Regions from separate parts of the Sus scrofa genome. Here region 1 is linked to region 2. The links are chromatin contacts, called in public Hi-C maps. All regions are on one chromosome and are shown on one strand. The core of a region is the stretch at or near the end of the contact, and the rest is flanking DNA. Distances in the headings are between cores, read along the strand shown. Region 1 holds the start of SYNGR1 (synaptogyrin 1). Region 2 holds the start of TAB1 (TGF-beta activated kinase 1 (MAP3K7) binding protein 1).

Region 1 (3,102 bases), core at 295-2,794, 49 kb before region 2:
GTTCCTAGTCAGGCTCAGGAACCCTGATGTTGCACATCTTTTCATGTACTTAGTTCCCACCTGTATATCTTCTTTGGCGAAGTGTGCTTGTTCAAATCTTTTGCCCATTAAAAAAAAAAAATGTGGGAGTTCCCTTCGTGGCGCAGTTGTTAACGAATCCGACTAGGAATCATGAGGTTGCGGGTTCGATGTCTGGCCTTGCTCAATGGGTTAAGGTTCCATTGTTGCCATGAGCTCTGGTGTAGGTCGCAGACCCAGCTGGGATCCTGCGTTGCTGTGGCTGTGGCGTATGGTAGGTTCCCTATTGGGAACCTCCAATATGCCTCAGGTGCAGCCCTGAAAAAAAAATTTAAAAAAAAAAAGGGGTGTCCTCACACCCACTCATTAAGGACCTGGTGATCTAGTGTCCTGTCATGATGACAGAATGCCGGATGCTCTGTCATCACCAGGGCTGCAAAGGCCTCTAGAGATACCGTTGTTCAACCCTCCTGGAACCAGTGGAGACACAGAGAGAGGCCCCGAGAACTCCAGGTCATCGTAAGAGCCAGACCTGGAAGGTGTTAGTCCCACTGTGGCGAACACTCCTCCAGCCAGCCTCAGTTTCCACAAAACCTGGAGCTCTTAGGCCAAGCTTTGAGGGGGTGATGGGGGTGATGGGGACGAGGATTTGTTATTGAGCACCTGCTGCGTGCCCGGCCCTCGGCTACTGCAGTGAACAAGGTAGATAACATCCAAAGACTAGCAGACAAAGATAATGAACAAATAATGCCATAATTACTGGATTAAGGAAAAGGGTGTTGTGCTGGGGGTTGGGGGAGGGGAGGGGAGGGGAGGGGGAGGGAATGGCGGTGGGAGGGGACGGGGATGGGGGTGGTCTCTTGAAGAATTTATTGCCCTTCCTCGGCCTCAGCCTCTCCCAGGTGTCTCGGGCCCTGCGGGCTGGAGGTGGGGGTGAGCAGATGCGGGGACCACATGACGTCAGTGTGAAAGCCAGGTGGAAAGGTCCTGGGGGCGGGGGGAGCTGCGCTTTAGAAGGCTCTGAGAAGAGGGTTATTCCTTCGTGGTTCATTCATTCCAGAAATCTTCCTGCGGCCTCTGCTGTGTGCCAAGCACCCCGTGAGGAGGATGATAAACTCGCCCCCCCCACCCCGCTCCCTATAATTGGGGACAGACAGAGCAACAGGAAACAAGGCACGGGTAGACTGGCCGCCCCCGGACCGTGGACACGTCCTGCATTGGCTGCACATAGCCCTCTGCACACACCTCGGCCCCCCTCGCCCCCGCCGCCCCCACTTAGCAAAGAGGTCACCGCGCAAGAAACAAGAGCGCCCTGGACCGGGTCCGCAGCAACCGCGCCCCCGCGATCGAGGGCGCGCGCGGCCCCCGCCCCTCCCCCCGTCCGCGCCGCGCCGCGCCGGCCACGCGCCCTCCGCGCACGACGCCCCCTCGTGGAGCCCTCGGCCGCGCCAGTCGCCCAGCAGGGGACGCGGTGGGGGGGGGCCGCGCACGCGCACCGGTCGGCGGCGCGCGCCGAGCGGGGGGCACCGCGCGGGTGCAGCCACGATGGAAGGGGGTGCTTACGGAGCGGGCAAAGCCGGGGGCGCCTTCGACCCCTACACCCTGGTCCGGCAGCCGCACACCATCCTGCGCGTCGTGTCCTGGGTAAGGACGGCTGGGCGGCCCGGCCAGGCCGGGGGTGGGGCGGGGTGCGGGCGCTGGGAAGGGCGGCGCGCCCGGACAGACCCCGACCCCACCGACTGCGGGACAGGGGCGCGGCCGCGGGCAGGGAGCCGTCGCGCCGGGGTACTGGCGCCCACTCCTATCTCCTTTCCGGGCCCGCGCGGGGGTCCAGGCACTCGCCGGGGGTGCCCGCTCCTGCTCCCCGAGCCCTGTCTTCCCTGTGTCCCCCCATCGTGCGCGCCCCCCAGCGCCGTGACCTCCAGGCCGCGACCAGGCACCTCGCGGCTCTGGTTGCTCTGGTAGCGCGCGGCCGCCCGGGCGGACCGGCGACAGTGGGGACGAAACCCTGGTCTCGGGTGGCATTTTTCGGGGGGTGGATCAGGGCGTGATCGTCTCTCGGGGGGTACACGCGTGCTTGCCAGGGGCGTTCAGGGAGGAGAGGGCAGGAAACCGGGTTTTCGTGGCTTAGCCAGGACCGTGTGGGGCGATGCGGCGGCAGCTGGATACCTGGCTTCTGCCCGGGAACTGCCTCTCCGCAGCGTGACCTTGGGCTGGAAACCACCCGAGAAATGTTCACGGGAAACGAGGAGTTAAATTGCGAGGTGGGCAGCGCGTCATCTCCTTTCGCTTGCCTCAGTTTCCCGAGCTGTAGAGCGGTGGGAGGAGCCTCCTTGGGACCTCCTTGGGCTCTGCTATTTTGGGAATCCGTGTCAAAATCTAGATGCCAGAGGAGGGAGGGGCCCAGGAGAAGGGTCCCCTGCCCACAGTGCGGAGCTGAGGGGTCGGTTCAGGCAGAATTGCCCCCAACCCCCCCAGTACTGAGTAGGATCCCTGTTCAAACCTGGGGTTGGGAGAGGAGGCGCGAGCAGTCAGCACAGGGGGTGAGGGGTTTCACAGGGCCTGGGCTGCACCCCAGGGGAAGGAGGCTGGCTGCTGCCTGGGGAGGGGTACCTGGGGCTCCCTAGGCTGGCTGGCCATTGCCCAGACACCCTCAATAGAGGGTCTTGCCCCTACAGGCCTGGGTCCTGGATAAGGGACACTGGGCAGGGGTACCATCGGCCACCCCAGGAGGCTATGCGTGAAGCCAGCTGTGTTTGGTGGGGTGCTGAAGCTCCCTCACTTCCTGGGTTTCCAGGCCCGTATTAGGGTGTGATGGGTGGGACAGCTTGGATGTTTATCTCCCACCTCCCCGAGGAAGAGGGGAGCTACCTTCCCTTTATGTGCCACAGGGAGTGTGGCCCCATTGAAATCCTTTCCTCCAAGTGCCCACCAGGTAGGGAGCCCTTCGAGGGCTTCAGGGAAGCCCTGTTCTTTAGTCTTTGGGTCCCCAGGGCTGGCACAGGGCCTGGCACCTTGGGTACATCCGGGAGGGTTTGTAGCGCTCAATTCATTCATCTTTGGTGTCTCTAGCTCCCCAGAGAC
Region 2 (2,909 bases), core at 181-2,680:
GTGCAGCGAGAAAAAAAATGACTGAGGGAGTGATTTTTTGTTTGTTTGTTTTTGTCTTTTTGCCTTTTTCTAGGGCCCCTCCCGTGGCACATGGAGGTTCCCAGGCTAGGGGTCTAATCGGAGCTATAGCCACCAGCCTACACCACAGCCACAGCAACGCGGGATCCGAGCCGCATCTGCAACCAACACCACAGCTCACGGCAACGCCAGATCCTTAACCCACTGAGCAAGGCCAGGGATTGAACCCGCAACCTCATGGTTCCCAGTCGGATTCGTTAACCACAGAGCCATGACGGGAACTCCCGGACTTTTTTTCTTACACATCTCAGAAGCACCTCAAACTCAACATGTCCAAATGGAAATTTCTCCCTATCCTCAAACCTAGCTGGTCTTGCTAGAAATCCAGAAGAATCTTTGGAGTTCCCTGGTGTCTCGGCAGGTTAAGGATCTAGTGTTGTCACAGATGTGGTGTGGGTTTGATCCCTGGTCTGGAAATTCCACATGTCGTGGCCAAAAAAAAAAAAAAAAAAGGAAATCTGGAAGAAACTTTGACACATCTCTTCCCGGCACCCTCCACAAGCAATCCATGATCACACCCTGACAATTTCATCTCCTAAATAAAACTCACCCACTGCCTAGATCTAGAACAAGAATCTCCTAATTGGTCTTCCTGTCCCTCCTCCAAGCCTCTTCTGAACACCAATTTTGTACACAGTAGTCAAAGGGATCTTTCTACCAACAGAATGATGTCAATAGCTTGCTCAGAAGTCAACTCTCCTTTGTCCTCCAGATGAATAGCCCAACTCCTGCCTGGGGCGGCAAGATCAGAGCCTGCCCTCTACCCCCTTCACCTCACTCTTTCCTCCATCTCTGTTCCAGCAGCAGGGCCTTCTGTGACACGCGGGCTTCCTGAACCCACCCTGCTCCCTTTCCTCGTGCCCTGTGCGCTAGCTGTCCCCTCCCGCTCTCCTTGAGGCCCGCTACCTGCCTACCACATCCATAAACTCTCTTCCTAGCAAGCAGCACCACTCGAGACGCCTTACCCATGTAAATGCTGTCCTCCCCAATTAAAATGTTAGCTTTTTGAGGGCCTGTCTGGTTTTGCTGCTTCACCCTAAAGGGCCAGACACAGTTACCCAATTAACATTTATTGAGTGAATACTAATTCGCCCTCCCTCGCTCCCATAGGGCTCACAAAGCACCCTAATCCAGGGCCTTAGGAGTCCCACCGGAAAGGAACCCTGGAGGAGGCGCTGAAAGATGGACGAGAGACAACACAGAAAACCTTTACCTACTGCAAAATAAAGGCTGGAAAAGCGCGCCTGCGCACTCGCCTTGCGACGGCCGCATCCCGCTTCGGCCTTGGGGTGGCGCTGGGCGCATGCTCCGTGGCAGCGCGGTCCTCCCGGCCGGCTCCGGGCCGCTCTAGCCGCCCTTCTCGCCTGCTCTGCGGGAGGCGGGCGCGCCAGCGGGGGTCCCTCCAAGATGGCGGCGCAGAGGAGGAGTCTGCTGCAGAGTGTGAGGAACCGACCCGCTCTTCGGGCTGGGGGTCGGGAGCCCGGGGCAGGGAGGGGGGAGCCTGTCGGGTGCAGGCGCAGCTCCCTCTCCGCCTTTGGGCCGCCTCTGCGTCTTTGGCGGGGTCTGGCCGCCATCCTTTCCTTTCCCGGGCCGGCCCCCTTCATTCCCAACCTGGGGCGCGTGTGGCCCCGCAAGGCCTGCGCGTGCGCGCTGCCTGCCGGTCCGTGGGGAGCTCGGATTCGCGGTGCGGCGGCCGGGAACGTCAAGGGCCCGACGAGGGTGGGAGCGCTTTGAGCCCGCAGGGACAGTGGCGCGCGACAGCCGAGGAAGCTGGGGGTAGCGAGGCAGCCCGGCTCGCTGAGCCGGTCGTGCGAGGATAATAATCAGCAGCAGCCACTTGGGTATCCCTTATTGAATCCCACGCTTTGTGCCAATACATTTTCATTTGTAAGTTTAATTTTCCCATCATCCCTTGAGATAGGTACGGTAATTCTTCCTGTTTTACACATGAGGAAACTGAGGCACAGAGAGGTGGTCATTTGCCCAAGGTCACGCAGCTGGTAAGTGGCAGAGCTAGGAAATCAGTGATTCTGATTCCAGAAACCTTCTTAACCTCTAGGCTTTAGAAAGGAGTGACTGGCAGCCTGGGTTCTGGTCCCGGCTCTAATTAGCTGTGCCTCCATTGGCCTCAGTTTCCTTATCCTTTAGGTAAGCAGGCAGTGGGAAGATTGTCCTGAAATTCATCCCTCTCCCTGGCCTGAATCCTCCTGGGTTTGTCACTGATGTCTTCCAGCCCCTGCATCCTTTTGACACATCTGCTCATAGATGCACACACACATGTTGGCACCATGGAAGTATTCTGACCAGCCAGGGCAGGTTGCAGGACCCTCCGGGCCCTTCTTAGATGTGGCGATCTGATGTTCTTTCCTGTGGACTTGTCTGCCTCTTTTACTGGAAAGTGAACTTGAAGAGAGGGACGTGTGATCTACAATGAATAGTGTCGCCAAGCATGTACCACACTGGTAGGTGCCAGGCATTCAGTAACTTCTTTGTAAAGGAATGAGTTAAGCATTTGAAGCAGATCCAGTGCTCAGCCTTGGCCTTACAGAGATGCAGCAGGCCTTGGCCTTCCTGCCCTTGGGGGTCTTAAAGCATCAGAACTGGAGGGAAAGGGGTGACCTTCGTGGCTGTATACTAATGAGAGGCTTTATGTGGGTTCCCGATGAAATTGCTCTTCCAGGACAGCAATTCCCAGCTTTCCCTGGTGGGGTTAGCTCTCTTCCCCTCCACTTCTCTGACTGCCCCTTTATTTTACTACTGCCTGGCAAGTCGGCCTTAAACTTGAGTGGGTTAGGTAGGTCTGGCCCTCTCTTCTGTAGAAGGGCAGGGGC

What was found. A called contact is a pair of places that touch in the nucleus more often than the background predicts.
Region 1: a Hi-C map of liver shows a contact between it and region 2, with 1.7 times the contacts expected there. The contact joins the promoter of SYNGR1 here to the promoter of TAB1 in region 2. A contact is called at or near these places in 1 of 5 promoter capture datasets (liver) and 2 of 47 Hi-C or Micro-C datasets (liver and skeletal muscle).

Annotation. Positions count from the first base shown.
Region 1 is chr5:8,900,632-8,903,733 of Sscrofa11.1, reverse strand. It overlaps SYNGR1 (synaptogyrin 1), which reads left to right and starts at 1,544. Exons shown (of 4, transcript NM_001244066.1): 1 at 1,544-1,662. The coding sequence starts at 1,564.
Region 2 is chr5:8,851,297-8,854,205 of Sscrofa11.1, reverse strand. It overlaps TAB1 (TGF-beta activated kinase 1 (MAP3K7) binding protein 1), which reads left to right and starts at 1,430. Exons shown (of 11, transcript NM_001244067.1): 1 at 1,430-1,518. The coding sequence starts at 1,486.